Regions from separate parts of the Mus musculus genome. Here all the other regions are linked to region 1. The links are chromatin contacts, called in public HiCAR-type, HiChIP or PLAC-seq, Micro-C and promoter capture Hi-C maps. All regions are on one chromosome and are shown on one strand. The core of a region is the stretch at or near the end of the contact, and the rest is flanking DNA. Distances in the headings are between cores, read along the strand shown.

Region 1 (4,202 bases), core at 572-3,071:
TCGAGTGCTCTTCAGAGAAATTGGGCCAAACTTGAGGAAAGTTCCTGGGAAAGGCTTTTTAGCAGCACCTCTCTGGGCTACAAAAAAGAAGCCAGCAGGCACCACCAAGGTGGAGTAACTGTCCAGAGGCATCCATTTTACCTCAGAGACTTGATTACTAAGGATATCCTAAACGGCCAAACTCTCTCTTCTGGTGTTCCAGAGGCCCAAAGCTGCAAGGCATTGTTGATGTCATCACCAAAGGTTTCATTTTCATCTTTTCTTGGGGTTGGTCCAACAGCTGTCAGCTTTCTCTTCCTCATTAAAGGCAACTTTCTCATTTAAATCTCATATAGGTTCGGAGTTTCTTGCTTTGCTCCTTCCGCCTCCGCGATGACAGAAGCAATGGTTAACTTCTCAATTAAACTTGATAGGGAAGGAAATGGCTTCAGAGGCGATCAGCCCTTTTGACTTACACACTTACACGTCTGAGTGGAGTGTTTTATTGCCGCCTTGTTTGGTGTCTCATGATTCAGAGTGACAACTTCTGCAACACGTTTTAAAAAGGAATACAGTAGCTGATCGCAAATTGCTGGATCTATCCCTTCCTCTCCTTTAATTTCCCTTGTAGACAGCCTTCCTTCAAAAATACCTTATTTGACCTCTACAGCTCTAGAAACAGCCAGGGCCTAATTTCCCTCTGTGGGTTGCTAATCCGATTTAGGTGAACGAACCTAGAGTTATTTTAGCTCCCCGACTGAAAAGCTAGCACACGTGGGTAAAAAAATCATTAAAGCCCCTGCTTCTGGTCTTTCTCGGTCTTTGCTTTGCAAACTGGAAAGATCTGGTTCACAACGTAACGTTATTCACTCTGGTCTTCTACAGGAATGCTCAGCCCATAGTTTTGGGGGTCCTGTGGGTAGCCAGTGGTGGTACTATGAAGGCTCCTGAATGTAGGGAGAAATGGAAAGATTTCAAAAAAGAATCCTGGCTCAGCAGCTTTGGGGACATTTCCAGCTGAGGAAGAAAACTGGCTTGGCCACAGCCAGAGCCTTACTGCTGGAGACCCAGTGGAGAGAGAGGACCAGGCAGAAAATTCAAAGGTCTCAAACCGGAATTGTCTTGTTACCTGACTCTGGAGTAGGTGGGTGTGGAAGGGAAGATAAATATCACAAGTATCGAAGTGATCGCTTCTATAAAGAGAATTTCTATTAACTCTCATTGTCCCCTCACATGGACACACACACACACACACACACACACACACACACATCACTAGAAGGGATGTCCACTTTACAAGTGTGTATCTATGTTCAGAAACCTGTACCCGTATTTTTATAATTTACATAAATAAATACATATAAAATATATGCATCTTTTTATTAGATTCATTTATTTGAATATAAATGTATGAATATTTATAAAATGTAATAATGCACTCAGATGTGTATCGGCTATTTCTCGACATTTTCTTCTCACCATTCAAAACAGAAGCGTTTGCTCACATTTTTGCCAAAATGTCTAATAACTTGTAAGTTCTGTTCTTCTTTTTAATGTGCTCTTACCTAAAAACTTCAAACTCAAGTTGAATATTGGCCCAATGAGGGAACTCAGAGGCCAGTGGACTCTGGATTTGCCCTAGTCTCCCGCAGCTGTGGGCGCGGATCCAGGTCCCGGGGGTCGGCTTCACACTCATCCGGGACGCGACCCCTTAGCGGCCGCGCGCTCGCCCCGCCCCGCTCCACCGCGGCCGCCCCGTAGGGCGCGCCGTCCACACCCCTGCGCGCCGCTCCCGCCCGCCCGGGGATCCCCGGCGCGCTGCGCCTCCGAGGGGGAGGTGTTCGGCCACGGCCGGGAGGGAGCCGGCAGGCGGCGTCTCCTTTAAAAGCCGCGAGCGCCGCGCCACGGCGCCTCCGTCGTCGCCGCCGGAGTCCTCGCCCTGCCGCGCAGAGCCCTGCTCGCACTGCGCCCGCCGCCGCTGCGCTTCCCACAGCCCGCCCGGGATTGGCAGCCCCGGACGTAGCCTCCCCAGGCGACACCAGGCACCGGACGCCCTCCCGGCGAAAGACGCGAGGGTCACCCGCGGCTTCGAGGGACTGGCACGACACGGGTTGGAACTCCAGACTGTGCGCGCCTGGCGCTGTGGCCTCGGCTGTCCGGGAGAAGCTAGAGTCGCGGACCGACGCTAAGAACCGGGAGTCCGGAGCACAGTCTTACCCTCAATGCGGGGCCACTCTGACCCAGGAGTGAGCGCCCAAGGCGAGCGGGCGGAAGAGTGAGTGGACCCCAGGCTGCCACAAAAGACACTTGGCCCGAGGGCTCGGAGCGCGAGGTCACCCGGTTTGGCAACCCGAGACGCGCGGCTGGACTGTCTCGAGAATGAGCCCCAGGACGCCGGGGCGCCGCAGCCGTGCGGGCTCTGCTGGCGAGCGCTGATGGGGGTGCGCCAGAGTCAGGCTGAGGGATGCAGAGTGGCGGCCCGCCCGCCACCCAGATCTTCGCTGCGCCCTTGCCCGGACACGGCATCGCCCACGATGGCTGCCCCGAGCCATGGGTCGCGGCCCAGCTAACGCAGAACGTCCGTCCCTCGCCCGGCGAGTCCCGGAGCCAGCCCCGCGCCCCGCCAGCGCTGGTCCCTGAGGCCGACGACAGCAGCAGCCTTGCCTCAGCCTTCCCTTCCCGTCCCGGCCCCGCACTCCTCCCCCTGCTCGAGGCTGTGTGTCAGCACTTGGCTGGAGACTTCTTGAACTTGCCGGGAGAGTGACTTGGGCTCCCCACTTCGCGCCGGTGTCCTCGCCCGGCGGATCCAGTCTTGCCGCCTCCAGCCCGATCACCTCTCTTCCTCAGCCCGCTGGGCCCACCCCAAGACACAGTTCCCTACAGGGAGAACACCCGGAGAAGGAGGAGGAGGCGAAGAAAAGCAACAGAAGCCCAGTTGCTGCTCCAGGTCCCTCGGACAGAGCTTTTTCCATGTGGAGACTCTCTCAATGGACGTGCCCCCTAGTGCTTCTTAGACGGACTGCGGTCTCCTAAAGGTAGAGGACACGGGCCGGGGACCCGGGGTTGGCTGGCGGGTGACACCGCTTCCCGCCCAACGGCGCAGGGCGCCTGGGAGGACTGGTGGAGTGGAGTGGACGTAAACATACCCTCACCCGGTGCACGTGCAGCGGATCCCTAGAGGGGTTAGGCATTCCAAACCCCAGATCCCTCTGCCTTGCCCACTGGCCTGCGACCTTCCTCCAGCCGGTTCCTCCTCCCCAAGTTTTCGATACATTATAAGGGCTGTTTTGGGCTTTCAAAAAAAAAAATGCAGAAATCCATTTAAAGAGTATGGCCAGTAGATTTTACTAGTTCATTGCTGACCAGTAAGTACTCCAAGCCTTAGAGATCCTTGGCTATCCTTAAGAAGTAGGTCCCATTTAGGAAGATACTAAAAGTTGGGGTTCTCCATGTGTGTTTACTGACTATGCGAATGTGTCATAGCTTACACGTGCATTCATAAACACTATCTATTTAGTTAATTGCAGGAAGGTGCATGGATTTCTTGACTGCACAGGAGTCTGGGGAAGGGGGACAGGGTTGCCTGTGGGTCAACCTTAAATAGTTAGGGGCGTAGGCCACAACTTGCAAGTGGCGTCATTAGCAGTAATCTTGAGTTTAGCGCTTACTGAATCTACAAGTTTGATATGCTCAACTACCAGGAAATTGTATACAGCGCCTCTAAGGAAGTCACTTGTGCATTTGTGTCTGTTAATATGCACATGAGCGCTGCACTGTATAAGTTTGTCAGGGATGCAGTGTCCGACCAACCTATGGCTTCCCAGCTTCCTGACACCCGCATTCCCAGCTAGTGTCACAAGAAAAGGGTACAGACGGTCAATGCTCTTTTTAATTGGGAGTTAAGACCAAGCCCCAAGTAAGAAGTCCGGCTGGGACTTGGGGGTCCTCCATCCTCTTGATCATCCAGGCTGTAGCCCGCGAATATGACATGCCAGGAGGGCATCCTGGAGAAGGCCAGCGAGCTCTATGGGAGCCGAGGCCGCGGGGGCGGGCGGAGGACTGGGCGGGGAACGTGGGTGACTCACGTCGGCCCTGTCCGCAGGTCGACCATGGTGGCCGGGACCCGCTGTCTTCTAGTGTTGCTGCTTCCCCAGGTCCTCCTGGGCGGCGCGGCCGGCCTCATTCCAGAGCTGGGCCGCAAGAAGTTCGCCGCGGCATCCAGC
Region 2 (4,202 bases), core at 779-3,278, 970 kb before region 1:
TGCACACCCGGCTGAGACAGATAACCAGCTCACCTACCGCCTCACTACGGAGTTTGTTGTTTTGGCTTTGGTAATTCCTTTCCCAATGCAATTCCCAATTTGTACTACCTAAAGATATATACTACACAGCACGTTTAGGTAAATTTGAGCTGTTAATTTAATTTGCTTACTTATTTTTGAGGCTGGATCTCACTTCAACGCCCTGGCTGTTTTTTTGGTTTTTTTTGTTTTTTGTTTTTTTGTTTAAAAAAAAAGTGTGCATTGCAGCCTGTGTCTGGCCCATTTGAAGTTTGTTAAAAGACTCAAGGAGTTTTTAAATGTCACCCACCATAACTTACTGACATCAAAACTTTTCACAGTTCCTCCTGACAAAAAAGTTTATTCTTTTTTGCTGAATGTTTTCAACTGTGGACCTAGCTAGTTTCAGACCTAGCTGGTTTATCAGCTTGAGAAACATACTGGAAATTTAAGCTAACCCCAAAGGGACAGAAACATTTAGCTTACAGCTGAACTGAAAGTGGGTATTTTTAGCTAAAGCACATATTTCTGGCCAAAAAAGAACATCTGTGTTTTCCTTTAAAACTTTTCAAAGAAAAAAAAAGCTGTTTCTAATTCTCCTCGATTCTAGCAGATTCTCAGAATATCCTATAATTAAGAAGCAGGTTAAGTGACCACACTGATGTCTGCCCGTGTTAGTGGGGGGATCACTATGGCCCCATTTCTCAGACCTCCATATACTTTCAGCTAATATTTTAATCAAACATATGCAGACAAGAATGGGTTTTTCATTAAGCAAAGGCATTAGCCTTTGGACAGTCCTTAAGCCAAATTAACATCTCATCATCTTTAGACATGCAGTGGGATTTTTTACAAATGCTTTTCATTTCGTGTTGATATCATTTTCATATGCATTTATTACACGTTTTTATTATATACAAATAGTTGACTCACCCACCAACTTTTTATACACACCAAATATTATTCAGTTTTCTTGTGTTTACCAGTTCTCCGGGTGCAAATTTCCTGTATCTCTCTTTACAGATTTAAATTTTGTTTAGAACACTGATTTCCCCTAGTATGTAAGCCACTGCATGGGGTTTACCAGTTTTATTTTGTGCTGTGTGTTTCTAGAACACTGAGCAATTTGGGAGAGAGGGGAGGCTGACAGCTTGTATTTATTCTTTTCCTTATTGTGTTAGAAATGTAGCAGGCAGCAGCTTGAAGGGCAGAGTTAAGTGGGCAGGAGACCCAGAGTGGCAGGGGACAGGAGTATAAGAGGGGACTCTAGACCCGACCATGCTTGCTGCTTGCAGAGTCAGAGAATCGCTAGAAACCGGCAAACTCCAGGCTTCCAAGCCCTCGGGCTTCTGGCCGGACCCGGCAGATGAAGCAGCACGGGGCAGCCACTGCCTCCAAGCCGGCGACGCCAAGGGGACCGCAGCCCTAAAACGTCACCGAGGGCACGGACGAGGAGCTACACAAAGCCCTGGGTTCCCCCCGCCCGGCTGTACTGTCACCCGGAGTTTCTTTCGCGGGCACTAATTTCTAGGCACTTTGGGGAAAGAAGCAGCTGTCAAAACCGCGCGAGTCACCAGTGCGGGCGCGAGGTGACTGAGGGGGCGCGGAGGAAGGGAGGCACCGAGGGCTTGGGCTCCAGCTCCGCCGTTTTCTTTGTTCCCCTATTCTCCGCCCGGGATTTCCGTGGCTGTCCTGGGTCACGCCGCTCAGTGGGACCGCAGCCGCGCGTGGCAGCCGGGGTTCCAGCCGCACCGCGGCTCCGGAACACCAGGCCGCCCGCCCGCCCGCCCCTCCGCGTGAGCGCCCGCCCGCACCGCCGGCCCCCCTCACCTGCCGCTCCGGGCCGCGCCGAGAGCCTGGGCCGCGGCCGACGGAGCCGAGCGTCAGCGCCTCGCCAGCGCTCCCTTAGGTGGCCCGAGGAAGCAAGGAGCCCAGTTACAGCCGCCTCTCAAACCGGTTTCAGCTGCCCTAGACTAAACTGCCAGCCCACCCCGCGGGGCGGGGTCGAAGGGCGGCGGGGCGGGGCCTGACGTCACGCCCGGTCCGGTCCTGGCCAATCGGCGGCCGCGCGCCGGGGGGCGGGCTGCGTGTTCCTGGAAGGGCTGCCCAGAGACCTGAGGTGGCCCGACAGCCTTAGCCCATCTGGCTGGGGTCAGCTGAGGTACTGAAGGTCAAGGTGGTGCGCCTGTAATCCCAGTGTTGGGGAGGTTGAGCCAGGCAAGTAGACTCGAGTTCGAGGCCAGCCAAGGCTATAAAGTGAGATCCTGTCTCAAAAAAGAGAGCTGAGGGAGCCTGATGTTTTCTGGAAACTGCATTCCTTAGGAAACAATCACAGACTAAATCCTTAAAGCTAAAACAAGGAGCTCAGAACAGCTCAGTGGATAAAGGCATTGACCACATTTGAAGATCTGAGTTCACCCACTGGAATCTACATGGTGAGAGAGACCAGACTCCTGTTGACTTCTAGAAGCCTGCTGTCACAAACCCCAAATAAATAAAATAAGTCAATAAATAAATAAAACCAAACTAGAGTTGTTCTTTGCTTTCTAAAACTACCCTTCCTCTTCTTCCTCCTCCTCCCCTCTCTCCTCTTCCTCTTCCTCCTCTTCTATCTCTGTGTGTGCCTCCAACCCTAAATCAGCCCAAGATCAACCACTAGGTAACTTCTAACACAACATTATGTAATCGGGTTTCACTTCAATTGAGATAGTGAGCATCAAGCAGAATCACCTTTTCGTATTGAAGGTCCACTGCTCTACATCTGCTAATTGCTCGCTGTGACTTCATTTCTCTGCTGTTAGTCATACTTAAGTGGTGTTTTTCAAGAGTCTACTTCCTTTGAATGTTTTTAGTATATCTCATCATTTAGTCAAACTACCATTTGTGCAATATTTATGGTTCGGGATGGTAGATCTAACTCATGCCCCTCCCTAAATCCTCTTAAAATATCAAAAGATCTGCACCTGATACAGATCTGTAATCCTAGAATCTCAGAGGTTAAATCAAGGTTGATATGAGTTGGAGGCTTGCCTGCCTGCGTAATGGGTACTAGACCAGCAACAGCTTACATTACAAGACATTGTCTCAAAACAACAATAAAAGTATGGTTGACCCAACGTATCCTTGAGTTCCACATTGGCAGATTCAAGCAATCACAGGCGAGAAATGGGGGGAAAAATGTATTCGTATTAACATATAAACGAGGGGGAGAGGGATTTAAAAATAAAGGCATATGCTGGGTGGGAAAGATAGCTCAGTAGTTAAGAGTGCTTATTCTTGCAGAAGACCTGGAATTGGTTCCCAGCACCCACATGGCAGCTCACAACTTTCCATAATTTCAGTGTAGGGACTTCAATGTCCTGTTCTGTCCCCGAAGGGCACCAGTCCCATATGTGGTGCATACATACATACACATACATACATACCACACATACATACAAAATAAACTTAAAATAACCCCTAAAGTAAGGGGTATGCATTGCTTATATGAAGATAGTATATTAATCATATAAGAAACCTGAACATTTTGGAATCCTAGTTGAGCTCTGTAACCAACCCCCTACAGATTCTGGGAGATAACTTGAATCCACACTTGAAGGATGGCCTATGGCCAGAAACAGAGGTTTCTACAAGATAACTAGCTAGTAACAAGAGATGATTTACAAAGAAACCTGAATCCATGAAAGTCGAAAAGGGAAGTGTTTACTGTGCATGCCTAGAAACTCTGAGAGCAACCCCTCTATCAGTCGTGGGACTGGTTCTGCCACCACAGCTCCTAAAGGAGGGCTGGGCAAGCCGTGTGTCCCCTCCTCTGGCTCCTGCTCTGTACATGGGATGTTATGGGATGTTATGGTTCCTCGAACATATCGTTAATGAGGTTAATCTGAGAACTAACTTTATTATTACCAGAAGGGCACTGAGTATTTTAAACTTCACAGAAACCCTTAGCATGTGCCATCTCACTGGATTCTGAGACGTATTCTTGGTTGTCTGGGATAAGCACACGATCTCATTTTCTAAGTTTTTAAATGTGTTCATGGGAAAGGTTCCCAGTCTAAGAGCTCAGCCTAGATGTGTGTTCTGCCCGTTACTGCCTGTGACATTATGAATATAAATCTTCAGCAAATGACTCGTTACTACTAATGGACTTTGACAGAGAATTCCAGGGAGCCCACTTACTTTCT
Region 3 (4,202 bases), core at 735-3,234, 800 kb after region 1:
AGGTTTCCACAGGAGTATTTATGCATATTTTATTCACATTCATTCTTCCTTCCTGACTTGGGCTTCCCTGTGCTGCCCCTTTGCCCTCTGCAGCCCACTTCTAGGTACTGTGCTGTCTTAACTAGAGCCCAAATAACATTTTCAAATTTAGCTATTCCCCTAAAATTTTTAAAAGGCCTTCTCAAATGTATTTTCTTGGTTGTCTGTATTTGAGATGTTCCTACCATATGAAGTACAAATACTCTTTTGCTACATTCAGGTGGGTAAAAACAATGTAGCATGCTAAACGACTTTTTCCCCTACAGTCAGTCAAATCATCTTCTTCAGCATCACCTTCCCTTGTAATTATGTGGCATAACCTGTCTAAGAGGCCTTTGGCAGTTCACATCCATGTACAATGTGATGAGGGGCTCTTCTTTTCAGTGGTGATCCATCATGAGATGCTGTGCATGCACAGATACATGCCTGTGTGAATGGAGATGTGGAAATGTTGGAAAACTCTGAGTGTCTTTGGACCACTATGGCAGCCAGGTCAGGAATCTGCTTTCCACCGCTTGCCTGTTGAGTGTTGCTATGATACTTATTGCTCCTGCCTCCACAGTTTGCCATCTCTGGCCTTATAGTAGTAGTCCTTTCTGTTTAATGATGTTTGCCTTGACTCTACATGAAAATCTGTGTGTCTGCCTCCCAGACATCTGTACAATCCCAGCAAGGCACTCAGCCCCCCAAGGGATGAGGATCTACAGGGATTTCCATGCCTATACTGCTACCTCCCACCCATCCAGAAACAACAATGATTGCCTCAATGGGACAGACAGAAATTCTAGATGCCTGCATATAACACAGGCCTGCCCCCACTCCACCCCATCACATTCCATCACATCACACACATGCTACATTGCCAATTAATCAATGTGTTTCACTGCGTTGGGTTATTCTGACAGGCAGTCTTCCTAAAACGTCAAACAGAAAGTGAGGTAATTACATCTGTTTTCTATCCTTTAACTATTCTAAAAATAAATAAATAAAAGGAGGGAACTTTAGGCTGCAAGTTTAAAACCCGGGTTCTAACACCCCCAGCCCCCTACCCACACACTGCCTTCCTTCCTTCCTTTCTCCTTCACATACCCCACTTGGGCAGGAAAGCAAAAGCTTTCTGTCCCGCCATGCTGGCTGCACTTCCCCAGTCTAATTCCCTTCAACCCTCTTGCAGCTCTGAACCTCAATATTTAAATGGTTTCAGGAGCGAAACCTATGACCTGAGAATAAGACATAATCTGGGCATAGAATTACTCAGGCACCTTGGAAATGCAAATAACAGAATGAAGATCCTTTAGTAAATATGCTAAAATTAAATACTCAGGTATTTTTCCTTTAAAAACCTTATCTCTTTATGTGCCATCCAGAGAATCTATAGATTGGATTCCTTCCAGCCTAATGTAGCATTGAGAGTCTTAAAAATCCTTGCAATTTTCTCTGGGTGATGCCTATTTCATGAACTAGGTGTGTGGAGCGGTAATTTGACAGGGACAAAAAATAAAGCAGGTTCAGTCTCACTTTTTTCTTTTTCTTAAAATATATATTTTGTCAAACCTGTAGTCCATCTGTGGATAGGCCTTCCTCCTTGCCTTCTCTCCTCTTGTGTCTTTCTCCTCTTTTTCTGCTCCCTTTGCTTCCCTTCCTTTCTTTTCCATTTAAACCCTCTTGCTGGCTGTAGATTGCACAGAGAACCTGGTCCTGGGAGCCTTCAATTAACACGCATTGCACATTATAGTACAGAAAACCTGTTAGAATTATATGCTTTCAAATATGACTCCTATTCAGTGCTTTGGATTCCCTGTCTCCATCCTTCAGTCTAAAAATTACTCAGATTTCTGCAAAGTTACACGCTTTCTCACCAATTATCTGAAAGACCCTGAGAATGGTACTTACATCAAAGCCCAGCCTAATGACACAGGACACCTGGCCACAGCAAATACAAGCATCTCTCAGCTCTTTGCTCCATTTGGCAAAAAGCTATTTCCATCTCAGTCACAGCATAACAAAGGACTAATTGATGGCAGTATTTTTTTTCCATCTCTCAAAAAATAAATTGAGCCAACCCCACAAGCTCATCTAGAGGAATTAATTAGGGAATAGGAAATCTCCAAAGCCATCCTTAAATTGAGATTGAACAAAGCCCAGGGAACAGATGGCTTTTCATCCGAATTCTTTAAAAACCTTTTGCTCTCTACTAATTCCCTTACAGGAATGAGAACAAACTGGCAAATGAATTTGAGCAAACCATGTCACCAGGTGTTCAGGTCCCCTAAGGTTTCCTCTGCTCTAGGAAAAAGAAAAAGAAAAAAGGAAAAAGTCCGACAGGTATCCTCTTTACCGATATTATTATGATTTCATTTGTGCATGCGAGTGCTTCCCCAGGGGCTCCTTTTGAGTCTCTGGGCATTTCTTTCTACCTAGCTAGGGAAGGATTCCCTTAATTGGTGCAGCTGATTGTGAACAACTGCTCAGAGCTCCGGACTCTGTCAGCACACACCAAACAGCTGAGAATGAGGTCATTGCGCATGTAAAGTACAAAAATGGCCAACAATTTCGTTATTTTGTCCCAGGTATCTAGAGATTTTAGGAGCAAAGGTTGCGAGCAGAATGTGCTATCCCAATAGCTAAGCAGATGGTTTTCCTCTACAGACTTGGCATGCAAAAGCATAGTTAGAGAGAAGCATATTTCTCCTATATGAGCGGTTAGCAAGAAGCTGCCATACAGCCTCCCAAGTATGGCCAGTCTGAATGTATGCTTTCCCTGTCCCTGTGATACCTAAATGCTAAAACTAAATCTGGTAGAATTTTAAAAACAATTTTGTTTTGTTTCCCCCATTTTGGGTGGATAAGATTCAATGCATTTGTTGAATACTATTGATTCCAAATATGTGTGTTGTGTGATAGACCACTATGGATAATTAACATGTGCCTTCCTTGGGACAGGTCTGGATCTGCAGGTTTATAATACCAGCTTTTAGGAGATCAAGTGAAAAGAGTAGAGCATTTGAGTCTACTCTGGGCTAATTAGTGAGTCCTGTTTCAAACACTAAAACGAAATAATTAAATTGTTTTTTAAAATTGTGCCTTACCTAAGAAAATTGTCATGCCTTTGGTAGGAACACTTACCTATTGCCAGCAATCTAAAACCACACGATGGTTTACTACATTCTCTGCAATGCACAACAGACTTCTCAAGCTTCTGTAACCTATTGGAAGTTTTAATATTTTTCATTTTCTTGCTTTTTTTTTTTGTTTTGTTTTTAGTAGATGTGGGACATACATATCTCATAGCACAGGTGGAGATGTGAAAGAACAGCCTTCAGGTATCTGCTCTCCTCTGCACCTTGTTGAGGCAGGGTCTCCTTGTTTCTGCTCTGTTGCATTCTCCTAGCTAACTGCTCCATGGGATTCTGGGAAATTCCTCTGTTGCTCCCTCCCATTTTGCTTCAGAAGTACCAGGGATATAGACGCCTAGCATCACATCCTGCAGTCTTCTAATGGGTTCCAGGGAATAATTAAAGTTCTCAAATTTCTACAGTATTTTTCTGGGCTGAGCTTTCTCATCAGCCTAAACTTTTATATTCTTTGACCAACATTTACCTTCTTTTCCTTTACCAGTGCCCCTGCCCCTAGTAAATGGCACTCTACTACTCTGCTATCTATTTCTCTGAGCTGAACTTTTATATATTTTACAAGAGTCAAAGATGGCTCTTTGTCATTGGCTTTATGTAGCATAATAGATGTCATCTAGATTCTTCCCAGCGGTTGCACACGATCACATTCCTTCTTCCCATGGCTAAGATAGATAGATAGATAGATAGATAGATAGATAGATAGATAGATAGAGATATGTGGAATAAAATATATTATAAATAATAAATATATATTTCTCCTTATCTATTTAACTGTCAAAGTACACTTAATTGAATATATATATATATATATATATATATATATATATATATATATATATAAATTTATTGCAGTAATATATATATATTACTGCAATAAATTTGGGAGTGCAGCTTTACCACCTTAAATGATTCAATTTCCTTTGGATATACACCCAAAGTGTGATTTCTGTCCCATATGAAATTTTTATTGTTAACTTTTGGGAAAAAAAAACCTCATAACTAATATCACCTACAGCACCCTTTTCTCAA
Region 4 (4,202 bases), core at 940-3,439, 660 kb after region 1:
TCAACCAAACTAGAATTGTGCTTGCCCCTGCTTAGTGTTAGAAAGATCATCAGAGCTGTCATGCTGAGGACAAATCCCCTTCTATGATTTTGCTGTTCACAGTTCCTGTGAGGTGCTCTTGGGAAGCCCTCGTGAGCACTGCAAAGCCGCCCAGCTGTCACCTTTCATCTCTTCTGCACTCCAGCCTCTCGGTAGAATCATTTTATGTGTCTGTGCTTTTTTACTTCCTTCCTGTTCTTTACCTGGAAAAATCCTCCCATACTTCTACTTGCTGTTCAAATCTGAGGGCTCTCTGTCCCAACAGAGCTCATTACTGTTTCTAGAGCTATGGGCTTGGTTTCTTTTTGTGATAATTATCACCTTAAAACTGGGTCTTAATGTTGATACTGTTTAGAGCATTTAACTAAACCCCTGTCAAATGTCTGATGAATAAGTATAAGATGTTACAGTGAGTGACTGAGAGTGGCCAAGGAGGGGTGGAGAAAAGTGAAGATACTTCTTTTAAATGATGATATTGCTGCTGCTGCCATTGCTGGTGCTGATGATGGATGTAGGAGGAGCAAAGAGTTGAACAAGTTTGCTCAGGCAGAGCAAAAGGCAACATATTTTAAACATTTTGTTGGAACACAACCCCACTCTTCATTAAAGATGACCTATGGCTCTAGAGACTTAGGTAGGATGAAGGCAGGAGTTTGAAAATAGTCTCATGTATATAGCTATATCTATATCTTCAATAGAATAAGATGAAGTAAAAATATTTAATTCCCACACATACAATGTAAGAATAACTATAGTGCTGAAGTTTTCCTATAGTTTTCCTTGATGATCCCATTGTTCCACGGATCATGAGATTTCTCACAGTTCACCCTGTTCTAGGATGACTGGGGCACCAGGTACATATGATGCCCTACAGGATTACACTTGGAAAACTAGAATTAGGGATGCAGGACAGGCTTCGGTGGGGAGCTGAGCTAGGATCCTTGAGCAGCAAATGCAGATCTCAGGTGCAGAGCATCCAAACAAGATCAGACCAGCACACCAACAGTGTCCTCCCTAATGACTTAATCTGTTTTGTAAGAGAGAAAACACTGTTTTAAACATAGACCCTTTAAAAGAAGCACTGCCCTCAAAGGGGCATCCCACACCCTTCTAATCAGCAACATACACAGATGTTCTCACAAGGAAAATTCTTAGTTCTCTTTTTTCGAATCACAGTCCTGACAACTGGGACATTGTCTAACATAGCCCACAGTGACATTCATGAGAAAATGGAGGTATAATGATCAATGAACTCATCTGTGTCTGTGGGTTATCATTAACTAATGTTAATCTCCATTATAAGTGCTCACTAGTCTTTGCCCTTTAAAACTAAACATTGAGTTTCCAAAATTAAATATGAAGAATTGTGCCGCATAGAGGAATTATGAAGATTTAGAATAATCTGAAATTCTTGTTATTTTCCAATCCATTTCTTCTTAAAATTAATTTAGCCAGAGCCTCAGTGCTAGCTCCCTTTCTGAAGCCAGCCTGGGCAGAGGGAGACAGACTCCCCTCAGCACTGGGTTGTTCCTCAGTCCAATTTAAACACCCAGTCTTCTGGTCTCTTATTACTTACAAAACGTTGTCTTCATAGAGTAAGTTTTAAGGAATCCAGTTTATCTCCATGTACTGAAAGAAACATTACAAATAGAGAGAAACTGCATTTACTGCCAACATTTTGGCTCTGCTTAGGTTCTGATGGTGTTTCTTTGTTTCTTTGGAAAACCTTTTGCCCTCAGACCAGCTGCTAAAGTTGAACACCACAAGCGTTCTTTTCAAAGCAATTCTAAAAAACCATATGCTGGAATCCAAAATTCTTTACACACATGATCAGAGCCCCACATCTTAATAGCCATATAACTCTATAAAGACTTATCCCTGATTTCTCTGATAGATCATCACCACAGAAAGAAGGAAAGGGCCTCATGAAAGCATTCCACCTGTATTGCTGGCAGATGACTTATAAATGTCGCGCAGACGCTGACATGGCCTACTACTGGCTCAGAGAAGAAGCATTAAATAAACGGTTGGACATCTGCTGGTAAATACACAGCAAACAGAAAATTCAATCCGGAGCCAAACATGTGCACAGTATGGGCCCCATCTCTGCCCATAAACCAAGCAGTGAGTTCTGCTAATCATTAGCAGAGTTATTGATTTTAGATGTGTATCACACAGCTATAATTTTGTCAGAGAGTAGACCACATAAGTTGTGCTTTTTCTGGTTGTTTCATTTTGTCTTAGTCCAAGAGTCCGTAAATTGACGACCAGGACAAAAATTATAATTGACATCATCTGTGGGAAATATTTCATAAAACAACAGGCCCAGATGTAGGATTAAAGCCATGTGGTAGTAAAATACCCCACTGAAAAGGGGCCAGGTTCCATGATTTCTTATGAAAACAGATGTGCTCTGACTCCCTCTGCTTGTTTTTCAATGCTTAAAAAAAACCTTCAAATTCTCTCTCTCTCTCTCTCTCTCTCTCTCTCTCTCTCTCTCTCTCTCTCTCCATTGCACTGGAGAGAGTTGGTAAATGGATTACAGATGCAGGCTTGTACTTCAAAATCCTGACTGTCACAAGCTCTGAAATAAAATAAATGAAACATTTTGGGAAATTACATTGAACTATGGTAAAGGTAATGGGGATTAGGCAAACATGTCTGATTGGTATTTGTCTAGCATCTCTGGCATGACCGTATGAACCCCTGAATACTGCAAGATGGGGGCTAGAGTATAGGAAGTAATTTAACATGCATCCATGGATGCAGAAATAACTGAGGCTGACTCCTGAAAAACTTACTTTGTAGGCAGGGAGCTTTTACCTTTGGAGTTGGGAGCAGCTGGTAGATGCCTTTTTCAGTGTCTTCTGTCTGTCTTGTGGTAAAATTTCTGCATAAAGACATACATGGCAGACAAAAATGAGAGCCTCACTTGTCTATCTTCTCCAGTGCAAATTCCCTTTTAGTTACACGATTAACCTAAAGTTTCCCCATTGGAAATGTTGGTAACTGTAAGAGTGAGATGCTCGGGCACAAACACAGGCTATATTGTTTGACAGCTAATCTGTAGGTGGTGTGAAGAAACGTGCACAGCCACATTTCCATCAAAGCAGCCTATATCATATGGAGCCCGTTGCAGAATTACTGATTACAAGTCATTAATTCCTCCTTGGCACTGTAACTCAGCCTTCACCTCCAGTTACCTGCTGAGAAAGCTCAGTCTTAGGAGACCCTAATAAGGCATAGAGAAAGCTAGATTTCCACCATGAATCGCCGCTCAAAGTCCAGCATTATCGCTGTGCCTCCTTACTCTATCCTTTCAGCCATTCAAATATTGAAACAGAAAGTGAAGAGATTGGTTTAGAACCGATAACATCCTCCAACGCCCAATCCCCTCCCCACTGCCCATCACCACTTTTCTTGTAACGTTTCCACAACGTTCCTTCTTGGAGCTGAATGAGAACCAAAGCTTAAAGGGTGCCTGCTGGATTCCAAAAGATTCGAGTTATTTTAATGCCTTCTTCTTTAGTGTCTATCTTAGCTATGGTTTGAATCTGCAATGTCTTCCATAGGTTTGTGTGTGTTACTGCATGTGCGTGTGCAAGTGCGTTTTTCTGTGCCTGTGTGTGTGTGTGTATGTATGTATGTGTGTGTGTGTATGTAGTTTTTAAGACGATATGTGTCCTTTCTTATTTCTTTATGCAGAAAGCCTATGGAAACCAAAAGAAGGAGTTGGAGGTCCTCGTGAACCACCTGTTGTAGTTTTCTGGGAAAAGAACTCTGGTCCTCTGCAAGGGCAGTAAAAGCTCTTAAATGCTGAACCATCCATCTCTTCAGCCCTAAGTTTAAATTTTGAATATGTGATTCATACCTGGTATCATTGTTTTGGAAAATTATGGAACCTTTGGGAAGTAGGGCTCAACTGGCAGGCTGACCATGCTAGGGGAAAGCTCTCAGAGGGGCAGGCTTGAGATACAGTGTAGCAGTATTTCTGTTTTCTACTGTGCTCCTTGCCTGGCACTGTCAGCATCACCAATGGCTTCATACTCCTGGTGCCATAAGATGGGATCTGTTTCCATTGCCTTGCTTTTCCAACCTTGATGGGCTGAAAGTCTGAACCAGAAATAAAAAGATGCAGTCAAAAACAAATAAACAAAAAACCC
Region 5 (4,202 bases), core at 450-2,949, 610 kb before region 1:
AACGTCCTTGGTGATTTTGCAACAACAGAAGAGAAAACTCTTAACACGCGAATGAATTCTAGCTTTTTAACAACACCTATCATTTCTACAAACAGATCAGCAGTGAAGAGACAATAAAAACAGCCTCTTCAGGGCCAACTCGACACGGAAGAGCCTTGCAATGTCCAAAATGCTATTTCTTTTCTCTCTTCTTTTCTTTTCTTTTCTTTTCTTTTCTTTTCTTTTCTTTTCTTTTCTTTCTTTCTTTCTTTTTTTTTTTTTTTGAGGCTGAGTTTCAAATAATGTTTTGCACATAAAAAGCTAACTTTATTTTTTTAAAAAAGATGATTTAGTTTTGCTCATTTTTCTGGGCCTTCAGGGTCAATTTTAAAACAAAGGACACAGGGTCCTTAGTTTTCCTGATTGGAGTGATTAACCCATTTGTATAGAAAATGGACAGATCCCTTACAACGAAAATTCCTCCTAAAATGAAGACGAGCTGGTTTTCCCACATTCCTTTCCTATCTCTCTGCGCCTTCAGTTTGGCCTGAGGTTCTCATCCTCAACAACAAGTTGTTACTTGTGGAGCAAACTTCAGCTGGGTGGAAGCTCACCCATGGAGACCGAAATAGGAGGCAACAAGGCACCTTGGATTTACCTTCCCTGGTGAAGGTCGCTCCGCCCCGGTTCAAAGAGAATGCGGGGAAGAAAAAAGAAAAAAAAGTCCGGAATATAACACGGACGCTCGGTTTGGCAGGGTGTCGCAGGGTTCTAGGTGCCCAGTCACCTGTCCTTTGCCCATTAATGAAAGCAGCCCGCGCCGACCGAAAGCGTTCCTGTGCACGATCAGATTCCTGGGCCCGAGGTGATCACCTCCAGACAAAATTATTTCAATTCAACAACCGTTTAACTGCACAGAGCTGCAGAAAAGAAGGGGGCAGAGGTCCCAAGTCTTCGCGGTGAGAGTTCCAGCCTGGCTAATCCCAATCCTCAGCGGGAGAGCTCACCTGCTATGGAGCCTGCCGCGTCCAGTCTGCAGCTCGCACGTGGACAGCTGCGTCCCCAGAGGCCGCCTTGGGCGAGCAGGGGTCTCGCGGGACCGCACCAAGGTACAGCGGGTCCAGTGATGTTGCGGGGACCTCGCGACAGCCAGTAGAGCTGCTGGAGTCCTCCTCCCAGCACCCAAGCACGGTCCGAGTCCCGGGGCCACAGCTTGGCGGCGCAGGCTAGCGCGGCGGGCAGGTGGGGGCACGTCCAGCCCAGCCTGCTAGGTCTTGCTCTCGCTCCGAGTAGGAGAAGGCTGCAGATACAATAAGGGTTGAAGGGAGCCGCAGGGCTGCTCCAGACAGGAGCCAAGCAGCCTGGAACACACTCCTCCCCTCCCGCCTCCACTTTTGTATGGCCTTTCCTGGACGCCGCCAACGTTCTGGGTACCCTGAAGCCCTGGTACTGGCCCAGGACCCAAGGCCCAGCCTTTTTCTCTGCCTCTTAGGTAAATTCGTCACTGATACCCGGGGCCAGGGAGAATCCCTTCCTGTCTGCAACTGTCTATCTATGCAGAGTTCTGGAGCAAGCCTGACCAGACAGGTGGCATGCACAGAGGCGATTCACCTCTGAGTAAAAGGGTGATGTCAGTCCTCCAAAAAAGGTGAGGTCTGGCAGGAGGAAGCCCCCTCTGATCAGACTGAGCTCCAAGCCAAAGGCTGGACCACTCCTAGAGTGGCTCACCGCAGGCAGTCATCTGTTATTTTCCTGTTAGATTCTCCAGACAGCTGCCCGCCCAGGAAGTGTGGGAGACTTTGGGTAATTCCCCCCCTCCCCCTGTACAGCGTACATTAGGTTGAAAGCTTACTGTGCCAGGCCTGGGGCAGGGCCCTGGGGATACGGTGGTTAAGAAAACAATAGTTCTTTAACTGGAAATAAGTAGAAGGCTGGGTGGCAGCCGCTCCTTGGGAAACTTTATGCATCATGCCGCATCAATGGTACGCAGTATGTGTACCAATGAGGTGACTCTGCCGTTAACTTCTTAAATCGAAAATATCCCGAAATTTATAGCCAAATCTTTGTTGTTGTTGTTGTTGTTATTCGAACATCACAATATTTAGGAACTGTTTTGGCTTGCAAGTATTTTACATTTGAATTAAAAGTTCGGTGGTATAGAGCTTTCCAGGACACACACCACTCTACATTCTAGCCCCAATCCCTAAATAAATAGACATCATTTGAACTTTATTAACAATTGCAGGGTCTTAAGGGCAGAGGGCTAGGTTCCGTGGCAGAGCACCTGTCCCTGAGTTCCTTCCTCGGCATGCACAGAAGAAATTTTACTAATAAAATCATTAAGAATTTAGGGTAAATACTGCCAGTTTTATGTCAATTTGACAGCAAGCTAGAGTCATCGGAGGAGGTGACGTTAATGAGATTGCCTCTGTAAGATCTGGCTGTAGGCAAACCTGTAGAGCATTTCCTTAAGTAGTGATTGATGTGGGACACCCCAGCCCGTTGTGTGTGGGGCCACCCCGGGGCTAATAGTCCCGGGTTCTACAAGAAGACAGGATGAGCCTCCCTGCTTTAGGTTTCTGCCCAAGAGTGGGGGTGGGGTGATAGGATGGAGTGTTGGGGTAGTGGCCAGGTGAGGTGCTGGGAGGTAATGTAGTGTTCCTGACCTGACGTTCTCCGATTATGAACGTAGATATGGAAGTGTAAGCAAAATAACCCCTTTCCTCCCCAACTTGCTTTTGATAATGGTGTTTCATCACAGCAACCGTGGCCCTAACTAAAACAGAGGAAGTTTCTTAGTACAGTTAGCCATAGGGATGGGGCTGTCACCTGACTCTGCTTTTCCCAGGTCAATCTGCTTTGACTTTGGGCAGCCGGCATTCCTTTCCTGACCTGCTTTCTGAGAACTCTGCTCCTGGGCAATCAGACCTGAGCCTGTACAGGTTCAAGGTCTGCAGTGTGACCTTAGAAGATTAATGGCTCTTTTACTACCTGTGCAGGTTTCCCATCCCACCGAAAATTGCAATAAACCTATACTAAAGAAAATTGTATTAAAGAATCCCTTTGGATTGCACTAAAGAATTCAGCAACTTTTAGGTGTCCTCCTTGCTGTTATTTTAAAAATTTATACAGATGCTCCTCGACTTTGATAGGATCACATCTCCAAAAGCTCATTGTAAGTTGACAGAATCTTGAAGTAGAAATGAATTTAATACTCAGTCTTCAAATATGGTTGGTAGCAAGGTTTACCAGAGAATAGTGGTTTTTTTCCTCCCTCATGAGAGGGTGGCTGGCTGGCTGCTGTCCCCAGCAACAAGGGAATATGTTCCGGCTCCCAATCTTAAAGCAATGCTTATTGCATCTGAACCTTGAGTTTTCAACCATGATTACAAAAACAAAACAAAAACAAAAACAAAAACCAGCCACCATTCTCAGAAGGGTTTTGCAGTTATTGCAGTTCATTTAAACAGAATATAATATATGTATTATTCTGTGTCTGTCTTGTTTGGTTAAATATATTTGTGATTTTCTTCCATAACATGTATCCTAGACTTGTGATATAAAATTTTACTTATCACTTGGTTATTTTAAGTTTTCTGAAATGGGTAGAGATCATGAGTACAAGATGGATTAGAAAGTGCATTCTAGACTTTAACATTTCACACCCTTCCACACACCCATGTACACATACACACACCCACATATATACAAACATACCTATGCCCATGTACACATATCCACACACCCATACTCAGGTACACACACACACACATCCTTTATAACCCCCACCCACCCACCTACACACATATACACACCTACCCTCTTTTTCTCTTTAAAACACAAGCAGAATCAATACTGAGTCTTTTATTTAATTAATTAATGCATATTAATCAGCGGTGAACTTAATCTGCCTATTTATTCCCTTAGTCATGGTGTTAGCTAGATGTGGACCTAGACGAGGTAACACAAAAGGAAAACACACAGTGACTTATCGTCAAATTTTACATGTAGTGTGGAGGAATAGGAACTAGAGAGGTCTAATTCTGCCAGGTGTATACAGTGGAGGCGTGGCTCGAGAATTGGCTTCAGAAAGAAGATGACTCATTTCCTTACTGGTCTTCAACAACTTCACCATGTGTGTAACGTGTTCTGGTCATAGTTACCTCTCCTATCACCGGCTCAACTTCTATCAGACCCCCCTCCCCTTCTTCCTGGCAAGCTCC
Region 6 (4,202 bases), core at 1,093-3,592, 560 kb before region 1:
ATGGCACTGTGTCTAATAGGGGGTTAAAGGATGCTATTTACATTACAGAATGCTGCAAGACCCTGTCAGTTTTCAGACAGAGGACAGTGGAACCTTCTCAATGTGTCAGACATGGCTATACAATGCTGTAACTGTTGGACCCTGCTACTATCAGACAGTTGTCTGTGGGACCCTGACTTTGGTCATACTTTGGGCTTTAGGCTGCTGTCATACTGTCAGAGGGCTGTAGAACCCTTCCACTGTGCCAGGCAGAGGGTTTGTAAGATACTGTTAGTGGTAGAATGCTCTCACTGGTTCACTTAGGGGACAGCTAGCTTCTTTTGTGTTCAATTGAGAACATGGGATCATTTCTTCATGTTGTTTGGAGGTACAGCCTCTCCAGTTTGGGAGACTCCTATCCACCTTCTTAGAAGGTGCTAGAATAAAAACTCTTCAATGGGTGTAGATTATGGTGCTTTCCAGCACACGGCCTCCCCCAGAGACAGCCACACAGAGGACCAACTTCTCATCTCTGCTATGTGCCATCGTAGGATTCCCAGTGACACGCCACCTGTTTGGTCACCTCGCCTTTCATGACAGTGAGTTGCCTTTATGACTGTCTTTATGGGATGGTTGGATGTGGCTTCTCTCTCAGTTGTGTGAGGTTCTGTGAAGGCTTTGATCAGTCACCATTATTGGATCTGTAGATGTATACAGTGCCCACCACACAGTAAACTCTAGAAACCTCGGGGGCATCATTTTAATTCAGTCCTGACAATCTGGCCAACCTTTTCCTTTAATGATGCCATGAGTAACCTTTTCATTATGCCTCTTATAAAGATGGAGAAAGAAACCCTAAAGTCATTTTGCAGCTAAAGTCATTTTGGTAGCGTCAGTGGTGGTGAGGGAGAAACACAGGGTGGGGCTAGAGAGAGTCTGGCTGATGGGCATTAGTTAAGAGGAGTGTTCTTGTCTTCTAGAACATGGTAGGGCAATTAGAGTTCTCAATGATCTTTCATGTGTTTTATAGTGAAATAGAAGTTAGTGGGCTCTGTGACTCATACCTGTAATCTTCCAACTTGAGAAGCTGAGGCAGGAAGATTGGTGAACTGGAGTTTCAGACCAGCCTGGACTACAGAGTTAGATCGTATTTCAAAAACTAAAGGAAAGAAAACTCCCCACCCAAAAGAGCTCACTAACTCTTTTTGGTTTTCCACCACGAAGACATGACAAATAATCCCAATGTAAGTGCTAATTACTTCTATGAGGTCATTGTTCATTGTGCATCTATACAGAACTATCACATTTTATTCTATAAATATGTGCAATTATGTGTTAATTAAAAAGTGTAAAAATGCAACAAGGGAGATTTAGATCTGCGTGATCCTTAAGCCTCTGCTTTTAGTTGACACATCTGCCCACTGTGAGAGGGAGGATGACAGAAAACACATACTCTTGCGCGTGCACGCACACGCACACGCACACGCACACGCACACACACGCACACACACACACACACACACACACACACACGTGAGCTAATGGACCTTCACAGGAGGAGGAAATTGAGGAGTGCTCAAAGGAGCTGCAAAAAGGAGGCCTGTAAAAACGTGAACGGAGCTTGATCAGGGGGCAGGATTAGGGGATTCTGGGTCTGTTTTAGCTTCTGTGTTTGCTAATTCTAGGCTAATTGGTAATCTTCTTCCGATGTCATTTTCTAAGTTAAATGGAAACAGTGATGAATGTGAGTTAGGCAGTATGGGTGTTCTTCTGGTCCTTCCTTTGCCTCTAAGGCGGTGGTTCTCAATCTGTGGGTCTCGACCCCATGGGGCGTCGAACAACCCTTTCACAGAGGTCACATATCAGATGTCCTACATACTCGATATTTACATTACAATTCACAACAGTAGCAAGATTACAGTTATGAAGCAGCAATGAAAATAATTTTATGGCTGGGGGCGGGTCACAACATTAGGAAGGCTGAGAACTGCTGCTTTAAGGATGACTAGAAGAGCCAGAGAAGCAAGGCCCCTGCTGAGCAGCACCTGCACTGCCTGTTTGACAGGTGGGCCCTGAGAATGAACAGACTCTACGTGCAGTGACCAAGTGCTGAGCCTTGAAGCCTGCAGCTGGCCTCCTGGCTGCTGTTGCTGCCTTGGCAGAGGAGGCAGCCATCTTTGGCTTCTTGGACTCTCCAACAAGTGTTGAATCATTTGCTTTTTTTCTTCTTCTAAGAGACAGTCAAGGGAGCTGGGGGCTTGTTTTTTGGGGCAGTCTGCCACCCTTCCAGTGCCTTATAGTCCTTACTGAGTGACAGATTTATTTGACCAGTTTTGATAAGTGGGTTGTTTGCAATTCACTGGTTGGACAAATTATTTGTAATTCCTACTTGAAAGGCTGACGATCTGAGAGCTATGAGTAAGTGAGTGTGTGGGGCAGAGGGTCATTCATAGTTGCCTAACATCTTGTCATAGATCATCTTCTGATCTTTTTTTTTTATTGTTTTGATAAAAAAAACTTTAAACAAAAAAGTAAGAGCTGAAATTGGGAAGTGACAGGACTGTTTACAGACTCCATAAGCAGCTGACCACGTTCGTGACAAACGCACAAACACATCATGTTAAAAGTCTCAGTCCTCCGCTCTTTAATGACTTGGAATTTGCTGAACTCCAGGCACCCTGGATTCAGTTTCCTGCTGTGATTCGGTCATGGTGACATTCTGACTTGGCAGCGTGAGATTCCCTCTGCTGACTCATGTTTCTCTTAACTCTGTCCAGGTCTCCACAAACCTAACAACTAGCATGTGGTCACTTTGCAGGTGTCTGGCCCAGTTCCCAGAGCCCCGTCATAAACTTTTTGCTTTACATAAATGCAAAGCAATTTCTTCTCTCCCATCAATTTCTTCTCCTACCAGGGCCCTGCCTCTGGTAACATATTTAATAAAGACCACATCTCAGGCTAGTTCACTGATCAGGCTTTGAGCATTTCTTGTCAGTTTTTCACCCTAATTCCCACAATAGCCTTGGGGGGATGGTGGTCTTATTTCCAGGTGAGAGCTGCTTGCGTAGTGTGAATTCATGCAATCAATGAAGCCATGCAGTGAACAGCAAAACCACTGCAGGAGTCTGGGTGGTCTGATGCCAGGTCCCATGCTATTAGTTGTCATGATTCATTCCAAGTTCAAACACGCCTCATTCTTGGATGTTTACATCAGGAAGTCACCTGGGAGATGTGTGAAGCAGGTTATAGAAGGAGACAGGAGAAATGAGTGTGCCTGGGACCAGCTAGAGGGAACCGACCAGACCAAATTCTCTAAAATACAAGTGAGCAATCAAGCAAACTTAAACTCCCGGGACCAGCAGAAAACCTGCGCACATAACCAAGGTGCAATAACTTGTGGTTCTATGATCCCCGAATAATATGAATATTTTGTCTCTTAGGCAAACGGTGAGCTCCTGACCAACTAGGGCTGCATAGTGATACCCTACCTCAACTAAAAAACACATACCACATACACAAACAGACGGACAGGCAAGATGACAAACAGGAAGAAGATTTCACTGGTGGAAACTACAAACAGAAGGCAAAGCTGGTAAGAGGGAATGACATCAATGCACCATTTTTTTTTTTCCTCCCTGAAAGATACAAACGTCTAAGGAAATATATTTTCAGAGTCTGAGGGCAAACAGTAGCAGAGAATGTAGCAATTGAAAAACAATTATGTAAAGTGGAAATTCATAGGCTCACTCATGGCAGCTAAAATCATAAGATCTTAGGCACACACACCTGAAATACAAGCAATCAAAAAACAAAAACAAAAACAAAAACTATATAAGGAAAAGTGATTACAGAATGCTTAACCAGAGGTCTTTGATCTGTCATCTGAGGGAATGGTACCTTTCTTGATTAAACCAGACCTTTTTGTGGTCATAGAAGAGAGAAAACTCTGCAGCCATTCATTTCTTTTGTTGAATAGTAACATGTATTTCTTTTCATTGTGATGTCTTGAGCATCTGGTCATGTTGGTACAGGCAGCTCCTATGGTTCCTTTTATGTGTTGTGGATAAACAGTGTGTACAGTTTTCCTGGTCTTGTTATTGATACGACAATGAAGATGTTTATTATTTTGTAAGACAATGTTGCACAGAACAACTTTTGTGCTTGTTTCCATTGATGACCCTGTGTTCCTGCTAGCCTTCTGCTGGTCCAGGGATGATTGACAG
Region 7 (4,202 bases), core at 828-3,327, 530 kb before region 1:
TTGAGCTTTCCAAGTGAGCCTGATAATTCATCAGAGTGTCAAAGGCACACAAGTCACGCGCAGTGATCGGAGCATTCTGGTTTTCTTCAGACCCTCCCTGAGGACCCCAGGCCCTAAATACCATTGATTCCTTTAACTCCCCTATTCTAACTTCACTCTCACCGAGCATCCTTAGCCAGTCAGGTACAGCACACAACAAGCAACAATCTCAAATCTGTCTCTCCCATGACAATGGTTTCTTGTTGTCAGCTTCTACGACATCTTTGAGCTTCTTTAACATGGCCATCTTGGGGACAGTGGTCACCAAGGTGGTCTCGTCAGAATAGGAACATCCAAATCATGACACACTGCATCGGCAGTGGAGATAAAAAAAAAAAGCTCAGCCTTAGTTTTTGCTTTCCTGTCAGTTTTCACAATGAAAGTAATATCGTCCCTTACCTGTTACTGTTATTTTTATCTCAGCATGGCTTTTCAGTGTTTCAAAAGAAAACACATCCTCCCTCAAAAGAAAATATATACAGATGAAGGAAGATTCTTCAGTGAAAAGAAATGGACAGTTGACTTCTTCCACAATGGTCCCTGAGCCTTGTGGGGAAGAGGGTGTGATGTAGATATTCTATTTGAGGCTGGGATCGTCATGTACTTAGTCTCTGCACTTGCTTTCTGTCAAGGCAAACAGGAAGGCACTATAATTCAGAAACGCATCTATGTAGAAGCATTCACCAAATTTAATTTGTACTCTAAATTCTGAACAAATCTTTTAATAAAAGTAACAGCTCAGATGGATCCTACATAGAAGCTAGTTGGGTGGTAATATGTTTAATAGCGTCCCCTATAAAATGATTTACTGGTCTATTAAGCAAGATACAGACAGGGTGGAAGGTATAATATGCTCCGAGAAAAACAAACACACAAAAAAAATAAACCAAACCAAACCAACAACAAGAAGGAGGTCTAATTTTAAAATCACTTTGTCTTATCAGATCACAGCCAGGCAAAGTGAAAAAACTGGAAAATCTATAGAAAGAAGTTAGGGGTGGAGTCTCTGATTCTAAGTCTTAAGCTTTGACTATGGATGGCAGTACTGGTGCTGCAATTCCCTCCCAAATTGTTGTTGCTATTAGAGATCTGGACTGGGGGAGGTGGAGACCATAGAGCCTTACCTAGAAGGCAGTCCAGAGAGGCAGGGAGTGGGAGCCCGTGCAGCCACAAAGCAAAGCTGCAAAGGCAGATGCGAGGTTTTTGCAACATTTTAATACTGAATTCTAAACTAGAAATTGCCCACCCTAGCCATCTCTGTCATGCATTTATGTGTCCCCCATCCCCAGCACCTGATGTTCTCTGTCACTCTGCTGGTTAAAGCTATAGGTGTTGGGATGATGGCTTTAACCTTTGAACATTTATAGAACAGAATCTCTGAGCAGTCTTGTGAAGCAACGGGAGATATGAAAATCTTATCCCTAAAAAGGCCTTCTGAAAACATCTGGTTGTAAGTCAGAGTGTTCGATGAGAATTATGAACATGGAGCAGGATGGAGGGAGGAATGGAGAACAGGTAGGCACCACCTTGGCTTTAAACCCTAGTGGTAGCCAGCTGTGTTCCAGTGTTACGAAGGTTAGCTCGGATCAGGAAGAGAGCAATTCATTTTCACCTGAAATGTAAGGGGGGAAAATACTAGAATATACTTTCTATAGATGGAATTCAGCCAGGGCACTGGGCATAATGCTTCTGACCCTAAACAATTAAGGTGCCTTTAAAGGCTGCTCAAACGGGATGAAATTGGACACCTCCTGTAGTGTGTTTAGTGCTGAAGCTTGAGCACGTTCATCCCCAAGCTTCCCTGTCAAGATGTATTTTTCCCTTGAAGCTCATTTTGAATTGATTTTAGCTAACGTGAGGGCAATGGGGTCCTCAGCTTGCTCCTCAGAACCCGTAAGCCTCGTGTCTTAAGATCGCAGACCATGCCTTTGGTTTTCTGATGAGAACTGAGATGTCTGCCTTTTTTGCTTGCTTAGTGGAAACAGTGGAAATGACTGCTTCCAGCAGAGGGCGCCCTTACTCAGCGGATTGCCCTGGATTCAGAATTACTTGGTGCTATTGAACCGCACTGGGTAACAGCTTTTGCTCCTGAAGGCTTTGCAGTTCAGCTTGTTTTTGGCAAGTCATTTATCCCTAAGGTGTTAAAGTGTTAAGAAGGCTTGTTCCAATGTTTTCCATAGTTGGCTAAGTGATAAACTGTACTATTAATGAGGGTGGTAGCAGATCATAAAGTGGGTTACCTAAATATCTGCTGATTTTATTTACTCATAAATCTCATAAATATTGGTAGGACGTTTTCTGTGTGCAAGGCATGGAAATGGGGAGAGGAGGATGGAGTGACCCTCAATCAAATCTCCCCCCAAAGAAGCTACCAACACACAAAGAGAGTAAGACAGAAATGCAGGGAGAGAAAATGCAAGCATGCGCATACGTATGTGTGTGCATATCCCATGCACTATACTTCTAATAATAATGCATGCTTATTAGAAGTAATGATGTCGCCGATAGTCAGGGTTGGGAGGCAGACGTCTTTCTGCTTCCTGTTGTTGATGGCAGAGAGAACAGCCGATTTGTTTTGAAAGTGTTTTAACTTCTGCCAAAATGGATTTGCTCAGGCCTTCCCTCCTTCTGCTTTTAATCCCGGGTTCTATTTTAAGAGGGAATTCATCTGTATGTTGCAATTTGATCCTAAAATTTAAAGATAGGTGATTTGGAAAATTAAATCTAAAGATAGGTTTGTTCACTCCCTCAGTGTTTTCTAAAGCCTTCCAATTTCCTGTGTAAAGAGGAACCATGGTGGTAGACTCCCAATTTCCTGTGCAAAGAGGAACCATGGTGGTAGATACTCTTCCTCCCAGAGGAAATCTAGAATGAGATTTGAAAGTGGCAAAATTGTTTAATATTTTCATGTTGGGGTGTTGGCAGATGTAAATATAGATGCACGTTTTGTCTTGGTCTCTGCGTCAGTGAAAACTTCCAAAGTGGGTCCTGGAATTCTGTGTTATCTTAGCAAGCTCTGCCCTGGGCTGGGGGATATAGCAGGAGGCACTAGGATCCTCTGGAAACAAACAGGCATATCCCAGTGACCTGACCTGGCTACATGTTCTGTCACTGTCCTGCTATGGAGAGACTAAAGTGGCCCAGTGTGGCATGCTCTCCCCATGTGACTGTAGGTCCAGAGGCCTGCTGCAGTTTGCCCATCTCCAGGACACCATCTAAGGTTAGCACTTGAGTGTCCAGCCCAGACCCCGTGCCTGGGCCTGCCCTACACACTCTTAGGTGCTACAGTGCTGTTGGGGAGGCACACTGCTTTGGAGTTTATGTATCTTCTAGCAACTTACACATCAGGGCAGACAGGAAATGGGATACAAACTTCAGTCCCTTGTCTCAAGGTTGGAGTCAGTTCTGTGATGTAACTCATGGTCCAGCACTCTCTCTTGAGTCAGGTTAAAGGGAGAGTCCAGTGGAGTCTGCCTTCTCCTTGCCTCTGCCTGTTCTGTCCACCTTCACCCACTTCCTTACCCAGAGGGTGCTCTGGGTGTACCTGGAGTTCAAACGCTGCTCTTGTGAGACCTCACCGGAGACAGGATCTCTTTAGACTTGGAAGGGCAAAGACTCTTCTTCAGTCAATATGACCTGCTGGTTGCTCGTGTGCAGTTGACATCTTCTCCCTGTAAGAGAGCAGATGTGCCAAGTGGCTATGAGCTCCAGCCTGTTCTTGTTTAGTGATAAACATTTTTTTTCCAGCGAGTGGTTTAAGAATGTGAGCCAGTCAGGGCTGGAGGAATGGCTCAGAAGTTAAAAGCACTGACAGATCTCGCAGAAGCCTGGGTATGGTTCTTGCATCCACACGTTGGTTCACAACCACCCATAACTCCTGTTCTAGGGAAATCAATATCCTCTTCTGATCCCTGTGGGCATCCGGAACACACGTGGTACACATACACATGTGCAGGAAAACACTCATAAACACACACACACACACACACACACACACACACACACACACACACAAAAGGAGATGTGAGCCTCATCAATCAATCAACTGTACCCAAGGGGAGTTGGCTGTCTGTGGTTCTTTGATGTAGAAGAGGGAAGGAAATCATATTTTTGTACTTGTATCTCTGGACATGGTTAAATGAGAATGTACTAGTAAGACATCA

What was found. Promoter capture Hi-C pulls out the DNA fragments that hold promoters and counts their contacts. Hi-C and Micro-C count contacts between places; a contact is called where the count stands out from the background. HiCAR-type assays count read pairs that join an accessible place to other places. HiChIP or PLAC-seq counts read pairs in DNA pulled down with a chosen protein or histone mark.
Region 2: a contact with region 1 is called in a promoter capture Hi-C map of stem cell-derived epiblast-like cells, with 4 times the contacts expected there. The contact joins the promoter of Gpcpd1 here to the promoter of Bmp2 in region 1. A contact is called at or near these places in 3 of 39 promoter capture datasets (hippocampal neurons, liver and stem cell-derived epiblast-like cells).
Region 3: a contact with region 1 is called in an H3K4me3 HiChIP or PLAC-seq map of embryonic forebrain, with 7 times the contacts expected there. The contact joins the enhancer-like site here to the promoter of Bmp2 in region 1. A contact is called at or near these places in 2 of 39 promoter capture datasets (the 3T3-L1 cell line and hippocampal neurons), 1 of 484 Hi-C or Micro-C datasets (cortical neurons), 1 of 115 datasets of contacts at active chromatin or transcription factors (embryonic forebrain) and 1 of 9 other capture datasets (embryonic tail).
Region 4: an H3K4me3 HiChIP or PLAC-seq map of craniofacial prominence shows a contact between it and region 1, with 4 times the contacts expected there. The contact joins the enhancer-like site here to the promoter of Bmp2 in region 1. A contact is called at or near these places in 2 of 39 promoter capture datasets (hippocampal neurons and second pharyngeal arch cranial neural crest), 1 of 484 Hi-C or Micro-C datasets (uterus), 3 of 115 datasets of contacts at active chromatin or transcription factors (craniofacial prominence, embryonic limb bud and forebrain) and 2 of 9 other capture datasets (embryonic tail and embryonic trunk).
Region 5: a contact with region 1 is called in a Micro-C map of embryonic stem cells, with 2.6 times the contacts expected there. The contact joins the promoter of Fermt1 here to the promoter of Bmp2 in region 1. A contact is called at or near these places in 15 of 39 promoter capture datasets (the 3T3-L1 cell line, 3T3-L1-derived adipocytes, cranial neural crest and 8 more), 3 of 484 Hi-C or Micro-C datasets (all in embryonic stem cells) and 2 of 115 datasets of contacts at active chromatin or transcription factors (craniofacial prominence and embryonic stem cells).
Region 6: a HiCAR-type map of fibro-adipogenic progenitors shows a contact between it and region 1, with 5 times the contacts expected there. The contact joins the enhancer-like site here to the promoter of Bmp2 in region 1. A contact is called at or near these places in 4 of 484 Hi-C or Micro-C datasets (cerebral cortex, embryonic fibroblasts and uterus), 5 of 115 datasets of contacts at active chromatin or transcription factors (a colorectal cancer cell line, embryonic limb bud, embryonic stem cells and 2 more) and 1 of 9 other capture datasets (embryonic stem cells).
Region 7: an H3K4me3 HiChIP or PLAC-seq map of craniofacial prominence shows a contact between it and region 1, with 8 times the contacts expected there. The contact joins the enhancer-like site here to the promoter of Bmp2 in region 1. A contact is called at or near these places in 14 of 39 promoter capture datasets (the 3T3-L1 cell line, the HPC-7 cell line, HPC-7-derived erythroid cells and 10 more), 2 of 15 datasets of contacts at CTCF or cohesin (large pre-B cells and pro-B cells), 12 of 484 Hi-C or Micro-C datasets (bone marrow-derived macrophages, cerebellum, cerebral cortex and 8 more), 12 of 115 datasets of contacts at active chromatin or transcription factors (astrocytes, bone marrow-derived macrophages, craniofacial prominence and 8 more) and 1 of 9 other capture datasets (embryonic stem cells).

What each region holds. Positions count from the first base shown.
Region 1 is chr2:133,550,338-133,554,539 of GRCm38.p6, forward strand. It overlaps Bmp2 (bone morphogenetic protein 2), which reads left to right and starts at 1,822. Exons shown (of 3, transcript NM_007553.3): 1 at 1,822-3,014; 2 at 4,082-4,202. The coding sequence starts at 4,089. RefSeq lists promoters at 1-2,787, 1,784-1,982, 2,472-2,787 and a cis regulatory region at 800-810.
Region 2 is chr2:132,576,220-132,580,421 of GRCm38.p6, forward strand. Gpcpd1 (glycerophosphocholine phosphodiesterase 1) reads right to left here and starts at 2,029. Exons shown (of 20, transcript NM_028802.3): 1 at 1,849-2,029.
Region 3 is chr2:134,348,592-134,352,793 of GRCm38.p6, forward strand. No RefSeq gene overlaps it. Among named protein-coding and RNA genes, the nearest start is that of Gm52526, 180 kb to the right of the region's middle. Within about 2 kb of position 1,985, at least 2 of the 459 cell types and tissues checked have an H3K27ac peak or open chromatin away from gene starts, as enhancers often do. A contact at or near this core is called in embryonic forebrain, where this site is marked.
Region 4 is chr2:134,212,737-134,216,938 of GRCm38.p6, forward strand. No RefSeq gene overlaps it. Among named protein-coding and RNA genes, the nearest start is that of Gm52526, 310 kb to the right of the region's middle. Within about 2 kb of position 2,190, at least 11 of the 459 cell types and tissues checked have an H3K27ac peak or open chromatin away from gene starts, as enhancers often do. A contact at or near this core is called in craniofacial prominence and second pharyngeal arch cranial neural crest, where this site is marked.
Region 5 is chr2:132,944,337-132,948,538 of GRCm38.p6, forward strand. Fermt1 (fermitin family member 1) reads right to left here and starts at 1,700. Exons shown (of 15, transcript NM_198029.2): 1 at 987-1,700. Gm14102 (a long non-coding RNA gene) reads left to right here and starts at 1,416. Exons shown (of 3, transcript XR_001783483.1): 1 at 1,416-1,471.
Region 6 is chr2:132,990,664-132,994,865 of GRCm38.p6, forward strand. No RefSeq gene overlaps it. Among named protein-coding and RNA genes, the nearest start is that of Fermt1, 47 kb to the left of the region's middle. Within about 2 kb of position 2,343, at least 29 of the 459 cell types and tissues checked have an H3K27ac peak or open chromatin away from gene starts, as enhancers often do. A contact at or near this core is called in fibro-adipogenic progenitors and uterus, where this site is marked.
Region 7 is chr2:133,018,589-133,022,790 of GRCm38.p6, forward strand. No RefSeq gene overlaps it. Among named protein-coding and RNA genes, the nearest start is that of Fermt1, 75 kb to the left of the region's middle. Within about 2 kb of position 2,078, at least 19 of the 459 cell types and tissues checked have an H3K27ac peak or open chromatin away from gene starts, as enhancers often do. A contact at or near this core is called in the HPC-7 cell line, bone marrow-derived macrophages, craniofacial prominence and 4 more, where this site is marked.